3 separate regions of the Mus musculus genome follow, and all the other regions are linked to region 1. Evidence: chromatin contacts called from public HiCAR-type and promoter capture Hi-C data. All regions are on one chromosome and are shown on one strand. The core of a region is the stretch at or near the end of the contact, and the rest is flanking DNA. Distances in the headings are between cores, read along the strand shown.

Region 1 (2,700 bases), core at 161-2,660:
ATGCTTTTTCTGACCCATCATAGTCTATAATAACCAGTACTACAAAAATTTCAACTCCCCCCATTACAGACTTTGCCACACAATAACAGCTGTCATTTCTTTACCCCTCCCCCCACTGTTACCATGACAAACTCTACAAGTGCACATGAAACATGGAAATTGATTAATTATCTGGACTAGTCTCAAAACTATCAATGTCATTTACCAGATTTTTTAAGCCAGTTACAACAGTGAGTATCAGATAATCATGTACTTCACGGTTTACTGGATAATCTGGGAGTTTTACAATGGACTTTCATATAGCGGTTAAGCAAAATACACCTCAGAAATCAGAAGGCCTGCAAGTCCCAGTTGCCAATCCCACTGGGATGTTTTTGTTTCTTCATTTGTAAAATGCTGCCAATTATTCTAGCCTCCTTGGGATACGAATTTTAAATGAAGTAACGCAGTGCCATTTAGAACGTGTTAAGTGTTAATATCACGATGTTGTCTAATATCTCGATAATAAATGAAGGAGTGGTGGGGCCCTCCATTCTCAATGGTCTGGAAATTTCATAAAATTATCAATTCATACCTCAAACTTTTTCAGTTGTCCCCCAAATCCATTTTTACAGCATCGTTACTAGGCTTTAAGCCATGAACTATATTGGTTAATTCACAACTCCAAATATACTTGTAAAGGTACAATGAAGGGTTTTTTTTCTTTCCAATTTCCACTTCAATTTTAAGACAATGGTGATTAGCTTGTACGTAAATTGCATATATCTTAAATATTTCCATCGACATATGACTTAAACCTTGTTACTGCATCATAGTAAATGAAGAGGGTATAAGAAATCACCGCGCAACGCAAATTCCCTCTATCCTGCACCTATTAAATAAGTCAGGATAATTCACTCTAATACACTCCTTAGGGGTCCGCTACTAGCTACCATTCCTTGGTGGCGCCCTTTAATCGTCCCACAATCGGTCCTGTCCGAGTGGGAAGCGTCCGGGTTTAAGATAGAGAAAAGTGAACACTGAATCTAACGCAATGCAGAATCCTTATATCATGACGAAGCAAATCGCCAACCTCAGCAGCAGCGCCCCCGGGATATGCACCGGACGAGCCCTGTCCTCCCCTGCATCGCACCGGGATGGAGAGAAGTGGGCTCCCCGGGCGCCTTTCCCACGGCGAGAAGTCAGCGGCCCGGGAAAGGCCGGGCAACCTCGCCCCTCACCTCGGCCTCCGCCTCGTCCCCGGGGTCCAGCTGATCCAGGCTCCATCCCAGGGACGCCGTCACCTCCTCCAGCGTCCGGCAGCAGCTCTCCACAAACTCGCTCAGCTCCTCCTGGAGCCGACGCCGCTCTTCCAGAGGAGGAGGTTCGGTCTCCATGATGGCAGCTCACCTCAGGCAGGAAGAGGCGGAACTGCTGGGCGCGCACGAGCTTCTGGGCGCGCACGGGCTTCTGGGAGCCGTGGGCGGGGCCCCGGGATGGCGCCAGCCTATCGGGAAGAGCCGACGGGCAGGGCGGAAGCGGTAGTTTTGAAAGGTGTTTCCACGCTCTTCTGGGTTTAGTTTGCGTAGCAGGTTAGAACTTGCGTCCCAGCTTTGAGCATCATTCCGCTGCTCCTTCGATGTTTTTAGGAGAAATTATTTATATCGGCAGGAAAGTTTAAAGAACAACACAGAAAGTGTCAGTGTAGCCTTTCTCCAGCTCATTAGCGTTTTCCCTCTTACAATTACTTCTAGATTCTTTATCCCAAATGCTATTATGCACATCCTCAGAACATTTTCCTACATAATCACAATGCATGATCAAACAGAAAATTCCTGAAACGGCTCTTCAAATTCTTTTTAAAGCAATTTATTATGTTTTAACCAATTGGCTATAATTGGTTATTATTTCTTAATTTAGAACAGGACTGGTTAAGAGCATTGACTGCTCTTCCAGAGGTGTCCTGAGTTCAGTTCCCAGGAACCACAAGGTGGCTCACAACCATCTAAAATGGGATCTGATACCCTCTTCTGGTGTGTCTGAAGACAGCTACAGTGTACTCCTATACATTAGATAAATAGATAGATAGATATATCTTTAAGAAAGAAAGGAAGAGGGCTGGTGAGATGGCTCAGTGGGTAAGAGCACCCGACTGCTCTTCCGAAGGTCCGAAGTTCAAATCCCAGCAACCACATGGTGGCTCACAACCACCCGTAATGAGATCTGATGCCCTCTTCTGGTGTGTCTGAAGACAGCTACAGTGTACTTACATATAATAAATAAATAAATCTTTGAAAGAAAGGAAGGAAGGAAGAGAGAGAGCCAGGCTCTTGGCCAGCACTTGGAAGGCAGACACTTGGGAGGCAGATTTCTGAGTTCGAGGCCAGCCTGGTCTAAAGTGAGTTCCAGGACAGCCAGGGATATACAGAGAAACCCTGTTGTGTGTGTGTGTGTGAGAGAGAGAGAGAGAGAGAGAGACTGTGCTGGGGTATCTAAGAGACCAAATTCCTGTCTGAGTTACATTTGGCTTCTCCTCCTGAGAGTGGTGGTCCTGAATTCGAAATCACTAGGTGGTCATTGGCCACACTGTATTCACTGAGACTAAATGTTAGTTCAGTGACAGTTTAACAGTTTGTAAAGCATCCTGTTAACAACATAGAATACTGTAACTCTCAGGTAGTAACATGCTGTCTTGAATATTTTTCATGTAAAAAGTGCATT
Region 2 (2,700 bases), core at 32-2,531, 2.1 Mb after region 1:
GTTCTGTTCCATTTATTTAAAAATTAAATTTGAAATTTAAAAATCTATTTTGACTAAGACAAAAATCAAACAGGGGCTTAAGAGTGTTTTTATAAAAGCACTGTATCGTCAATACCTTTGATTGCCACTACATCAAGACGAGTAGGTATACTTAGATTCAAGGACAACAAGTTGCAAACATGTGATCCAGAAAAACACAGATTGTTTCGAATAGAGAATGAAAGCTTGATACACCAAAACAAATGATAAGGCATGGTAAATTGACTTCCGTCTTATCGTTAAAATGACTCTTTGCTGTATTTAGGGACAGAGAATTTGCAGGTAGTGGCTTGTTGCACCATCTTAATATAAAACAATATTCCAAAACTAACGAGTGAGTTCCAAACACAAGAACCAGAATTATTCGAAGCTTCTCTTCGCACAGTCCTAAGATCAAGGAACAACCCAAAAACTTAAGTACTTTAGTAAGCTGGTCCGTGATAGCTAAAAGCTGAGAAAAACCCTCTTTTTGCCTTGGGTCTGAAATGATGTCTAGGAAATCCCCTAAAGTCCTAAGGGTTCCCTTATTAATCATGACATCTAATTTATTTATGTGCTTGTTTGTTTATTTATGTTTACGCACTACAAAACCGTGCTCTTAACAAAAACAGTAGTGCATCCCACACTTTTAATCCCAGCACCGGGAAATCTGTGACCAGGAGCTCAAGGGCAGTCTGGACTACAAAACGAGACCCCGTCTCAAAAACAGGAAAGAAAAAAAAAAAAAAACAGAAAAGAAAAGAAAGAAAAAATAGTAAACAAACAAAAAATAGTGTAGCCCCTTAGTGAAGATCCCGGAAATGGAAGTCACAGCCGAATGCAAAGTGCATAACAGTCGGCGACCTGACACCTCTACTCTGCAGCAAGGCCAGCACTCACCCAGCGTACGCCGGGGAAACCAAACGCGGGCGTTTCGAAGTCCGCAAAGCGGCCACACACTCACTCCGCCGTCACTGAGCTTAACCTCTGGCTACCGAGACGCTGGGCGCGCTGGGCGCCGCCATCTTGACGGGAAGAGGCCAGGGCCCTAGGTCCCTTGAGCCGCTCGCCCAAAGACAAGCCGGTGCGCCAGGAAGTCGCCAGCTAGTTACCTCCGCACCACTGGCGCTGCGTCCCCCAGTCACGATGACACTGATAAACTCAGGCTGCCAACCAGACGGATCCAAAGCAAAGTCACCCTCGTTTTCGTGCACAGCAGGTCAGGCAGCGCCAAAGACAGCCGAGCCGGGCAGGGGCAGGGCTGGGGAGCGCGGCTCGTAACCCAGGCAACGGGGCCTAGGCAGGTGTAGGGGGCGTGGTGTCAGGAGACACCGGGATCTCGGCCACGCCCCCGGGCGGTTCGAAAGGCGGAGGAGGCTTTGAGCCCTGGTGTTCGAGCCCGCGACTGTCCTCCCGAGGAGCGAGCCTGGGGCTGGACGGCTCGGCCTCCTGCCGCCCGAGGAGCCTGTGAGGAACGCGGAGCCTCCAGGACACGGGCGCCACCCCTTAGCTGCCCGCCGCCCTGCCTGCGGCGCCACCTCTCGCGCAGGACGCGAGCCAGGCCGCGCGCGAGCCAGGCGGAGCCTCTCTTCTCCTGCCTTCCAGCGTGCTTTTTTTTTTTTTTTTTTTTTTTTGCATCGTTTGACATTTGGGTTCAGTTAAACTTGGGGCTTCTACGAAGAAGGACCTGTTTGGTTTTGTTGTTAGGGTGTTTTTTGGTTTGTTTGTTTTTGTTTATTTTCAACATGGCAGCCTCCAGCCGCGCACAAGTTTTAGATCTGTACCGGGCGATGATGAGAGAGAGCAAGCATTTCAGCGCCTACAATTACAGGTGACCCGGGGGGAGGGCCGGGAATCGGGTGCCCAGCTCTGTCTGCGGGGGTCGCGGATCAGGCGGCCACAACCTGTGAAAGTGACAGGCTCCACTCCCATGACGCGCACGTGCAACTGTCCACCCCCAGGTGTGACCCTCAGAGCCCTGGAGGGGAGGAGCCAAGGACTTGCCCTTCAAATGCTGGGATACCTTCCCTGAACTGACACCCACATAGGGGCTTTAGGACCATTAAACAGTGTCCTGTTTCTGCGGTACAAAGTGATGAACGCGAAGCTACCAGTGAGAAGCTAGGACAAGGAAACTTAGGGCATACCTATATCTTGCCTTGAGATTACAAGAGTGGAAGCAGGCAGTCTAGACCACGTGGACACAAAACTGAAGGCTTGCTCTAGGGCCCCCTTTCATTTCACTAGTGTTTTAATTCGTGACGTTGGTTCCAAGTATCAGATACGTTCTTACTAAAGGATGGTGGAGAGGGGCTACATATTCATGTTAAAGGTAAAATGAGTTGCTAAGCCTTTAAAAACTGAATTCTTAGTTTATCCAGCCTCGCCAAACTGAAATCTTACTGCTAGATCCTAGAGTCTAGGACCTATAACAAGAGGACAGGAGCATCAATTCTTCAAAAACATTTAAAACTTAAATTTATTTTAAGTTATAAAATGTATGTTAATGAGTTACTATGCGTGCACCTCACTTAAATGCACTAAAACTTACATTTTTAACTCTGCCCCATTTCTTTCCTTGCTTGGCCTATTCCCCTACTTGTATGAGTCCCTTATACTTCCTTGCCACATGGTAGTGGTGCACACCTTTAACCCCAGCACTGGGAAGGCACAGGCAGCCAG
Region 3 (2,700 bases), core at 188-2,687, 2.8 Mb before region 1:
AATAAATTTCATACTGTGCTACACTTAACCTCCATGTGTTTCTCTCTTCGCTTGTTCACCATCCCTTCAACCAAGAAGGCCACAACAGCAGGGCTCACACCTCTGGCACCTTTCGCCCTACCCACAGTAGGTGGACGATAAACAGTGAATCTGCATCACTTTCTTCATCCCAGGCCAGCTGTAGTAGTTCTTTTGTGTATAATGTATTTTTATTTTATGTAGATTGGTGTTTTGACTGTATGTATGCCTGTAGGAGGATATTAGATCCCTTCGAACAGGAGTTAACAAACAGTTGTGAGCTGCCGTGTAGGTGCTGGGAACTGAACCAGGACCCTCTGGAAGAACAGCCAGTGCTCTTAACCGCTAAGCCATGTCTCCAGTCCAGCCAGCGCTCTTAACCGCTGAGTCATGTCTCCAGTCCTATAGTAGTTTGTTAATCAGGACAGAAACTCAGTGAAAGGTGAAGTTATTTTTACATTAGAACTTTAAGAACTACAATCATTGTCAGCTTAAATGCACACCTTATTTTTTCATGCCTTAGGAATGCTTTAAGGTTTTTCTTAACCTTTTAAATTATCAGATAATAACTGTATATATTTATGGAGCACAATGGGATATTTGAATGCATACATAGATCAGATATGAAAAAGGCAACCCCTTTTGAGCTGGTTCAAAATACGCTGTAGTAGCTAGTTTAAAATACACAATTAATGCTGTCAACTATAGTTACCTTTCAAGGAAAAAAAAAGCAATCAGTCATTCCTCCCATCAAACTTCATTTCTGCAAGCATTAGCCCTCCTCTCTCCGTCACCTCCCTACGTTGGCCCCAACCACTTCTGGCAGCCATTCATCCACTCCCGACAGAGATGAACATTCCTCGTTACCTACTGTAGACATTTTATCTACTATAGCAAGTAAATATTATTTCAATTCTGAGAAGCCTCTACTCTGTAAAGAGCAGGATCTTTCCACACAAGCTCTGAGCTCACTCTCCTCCTGCCTCAACCTCTCGAGAGCTGGGATTAGCTGCATAAACCTGTCCGTTTTCCAACAAAGTCCGCCATCCAAGACCCATAGAGAACCAGCGATAAATAACAACCTCCACGGTCCTGCCCCGGAAGGACCAGCCCGCCTGTCCCCCGCAGCCCCGGGGCTCGCGCTGCCTCACCTCCTGATGGCCACTCTTCGCGGGCCCGCGCTGTACCGTGAACCCAAACAGGACCTGCTCGTAGCTGCCGGCGACCAGCTCCATTCCGCAGCACTCGTGCCGGGCAAGAGACGCCGGCGTGGAGACCCGATGGCTGCGGAGGCTGGCCCTTCCCTTCCTCAGCCGGCGCGCGAGTTATACGTCACCGCCCGGGGGCACCTTTTAGGCGCCTGCAAATGGCAATAACGGAGGACGCGCTCCGTCCTCCGTTACGTGGGACGTCACGTGACCCTTCTGCGACGAGCTTAAGGAAGGAAGCCGCGGGAGGAGGCTCTCAGAGCAGAGAGAAAGAAAAGTTGTGTCAAGCAGGCAAGTCCTGGGAAGCCGTGGGCTCCGCCGGCCTTGGGAAATGGGAGGGAACTTCTCCCCGGAAGCCCCAACTTCCGGCGCGCCTAAGGAAGGGGCGGGCCCACTTCCGGCTCCGGTGGCCAGCGGTTGTCTAGACAACCCTTGTAGTTCCTGGAGGGTTGCTGTGATTTGGGGATCCGGAATGCATTTCCTCCATTTATGATTTTCTTTTCTTGTTTTGTTTTGTTTTGTTTTGAAGACAGGCTTTCACTGTGTAGCCCTGACAGTCCTGGAACTCACTCTGTAGACCAGGCTGGCCTCGAACTCAGAGCTCCGCCTGCCTCTGCCTCCCGGGTGCTGGGATTAACTATGATTTTCTTATTTGCAGCCAGTCTCACTTCGTCGCCCAGCCTGGCGCCTCCTTGCACCCGTTTTCCTCCTGCAGCTTCCCCATGGCTCGGATCACAAGCAAAGGGTTTTGTTTTCGTGCCGAGAGAGAGCAGATTAGGGTCGGCCCGGGGACGGTCAGGGCTCGCGGGACCCGGAGTTGGCAGTGTCCCCTCGCTGGATTGCGAGCCCGGGCCTGCCAGTCCGTGTCCCGCCTGCAGGCAAGCCGTCCATCTCCTCAGCTTTTCTTGCCTACTGGCTTCTTGTATCTAATCAGACTGGCCATGTGCTGACCTATGGTACAGGAAAAAAGATTTGTCTTGAGGGAGGAGGACAGTGGCTACATCTCTACCCGAGTTAAGGGACAAAGTGCAGGGCTGGAGAGATAGCTAGGCGGTTGAGAGCACTGTCTGCTCTTCCAGAGGTCCTGAGTTCATTTCCCAGCAACCACATGGTGGCTCACAAACATCTGTGATGGGGTCTAGTGCCCTCTTCTGGTGTGTCTGAAGGAAGCAATGGTGGTGTACTCCTATGCATAAAGATAAATAAATAAATCTTTAAGGGGGGGAGGTGCAGAGGTTAATGAAAGCAATAATATCCTTTTTTCCTTTCTCTTTAGGCGGGGTCAGGGATGAGTGCATATGTCAAAGCGGGTGGGTTGGTGCTTATGTCAGATCTTCACACAGGCCTGTGAATTAATGGAGTTCTTAAGTGCTTAGACATTGTTTCCAAACACTTGTTCTCTAAGGCTGCAAATTGTCGACACAGCCTCTTTTGCTTGAGTATAGGGGGAAGTAATTAATTTGACTTTGGGTGT

What was found. Promoter capture Hi-C pulls out the DNA fragments that hold promoters and counts their contacts. HiCAR-type assays count read pairs that join an accessible place to other places.
Region 2: a contact with region 1 is called in a promoter capture Hi-C map of pre-B cells. The contact joins the promoter of Fars2 here to the promoter of Snrnp48 in region 1. A contact is called at or near these places in 2 of 39 promoter capture datasets (liver and pre-B cells), 1 of 484 Hi-C or Micro-C datasets (CD4 T cells) and 1 of 9 other capture datasets (liver).
Region 3: a HiCAR-type map of astrocytes shows a contact between it and region 1, with 7 times the contacts expected there. The contact joins the promoter of A730081D07Rik here to the promoter of Snrnp48 in region 1. A contact is called at or near these places in 5 of 39 promoter capture datasets (the 3T3-L1 cell line, cranial neural crest, hippocampal neurons and 1 more), 1 of 484 Hi-C or Micro-C datasets (CD4 T cells), 2 of 115 datasets of contacts at active chromatin or transcription factors (astrocytes and large pre-B cells) and 1 of 9 other capture datasets (adipose tissue).

The regions. Positions count from the first base shown.
Region 1 is chr13:38,203,649-38,206,348 of GRCm38.p6, reverse strand. It overlaps Snrnp48 (small nuclear ribonucleoprotein 48 (U11/U12)), which reads right to left and starts at 1,410. Exons shown (of 9, transcript NM_026382.2): 1 at 1,221-1,410. The coding sequence starts at 1,376.
Region 2 is chr13:36,116,224-36,118,923 of GRCm38.p6, reverse strand. Fars2 (phenylalanine-tRNA synthetase 2 (mitochondrial)) reads right to left here and starts at 1,281. Exons shown (of 7, transcript NM_024274.3): 1 at 919-1,281. Lyrm4 (LYR motif containing 4) reads left to right here and starts at 1,567. Exons shown (of 3, transcript NM_201358.2): 1 at 1,567-1,849. The coding sequence starts at 1,764.
Region 3 is chr13:40,999,883-41,002,582 of GRCm38.p6, reverse strand. It overlaps A730081D07Rik (RIKEN cDNA A730081D07 gene), which reads left to right and starts at 1,437. Exons shown (of 5, transcript NR_155347.1): 1 at 1,437-1,517. It overlaps Pak1ip1 (PAK1 interacting protein 1), which reads right to left and starts at 1,573. Exons shown (of 10, transcript NM_026550.3): 1 at 1,170-1,573. The coding sequence starts at 1,253.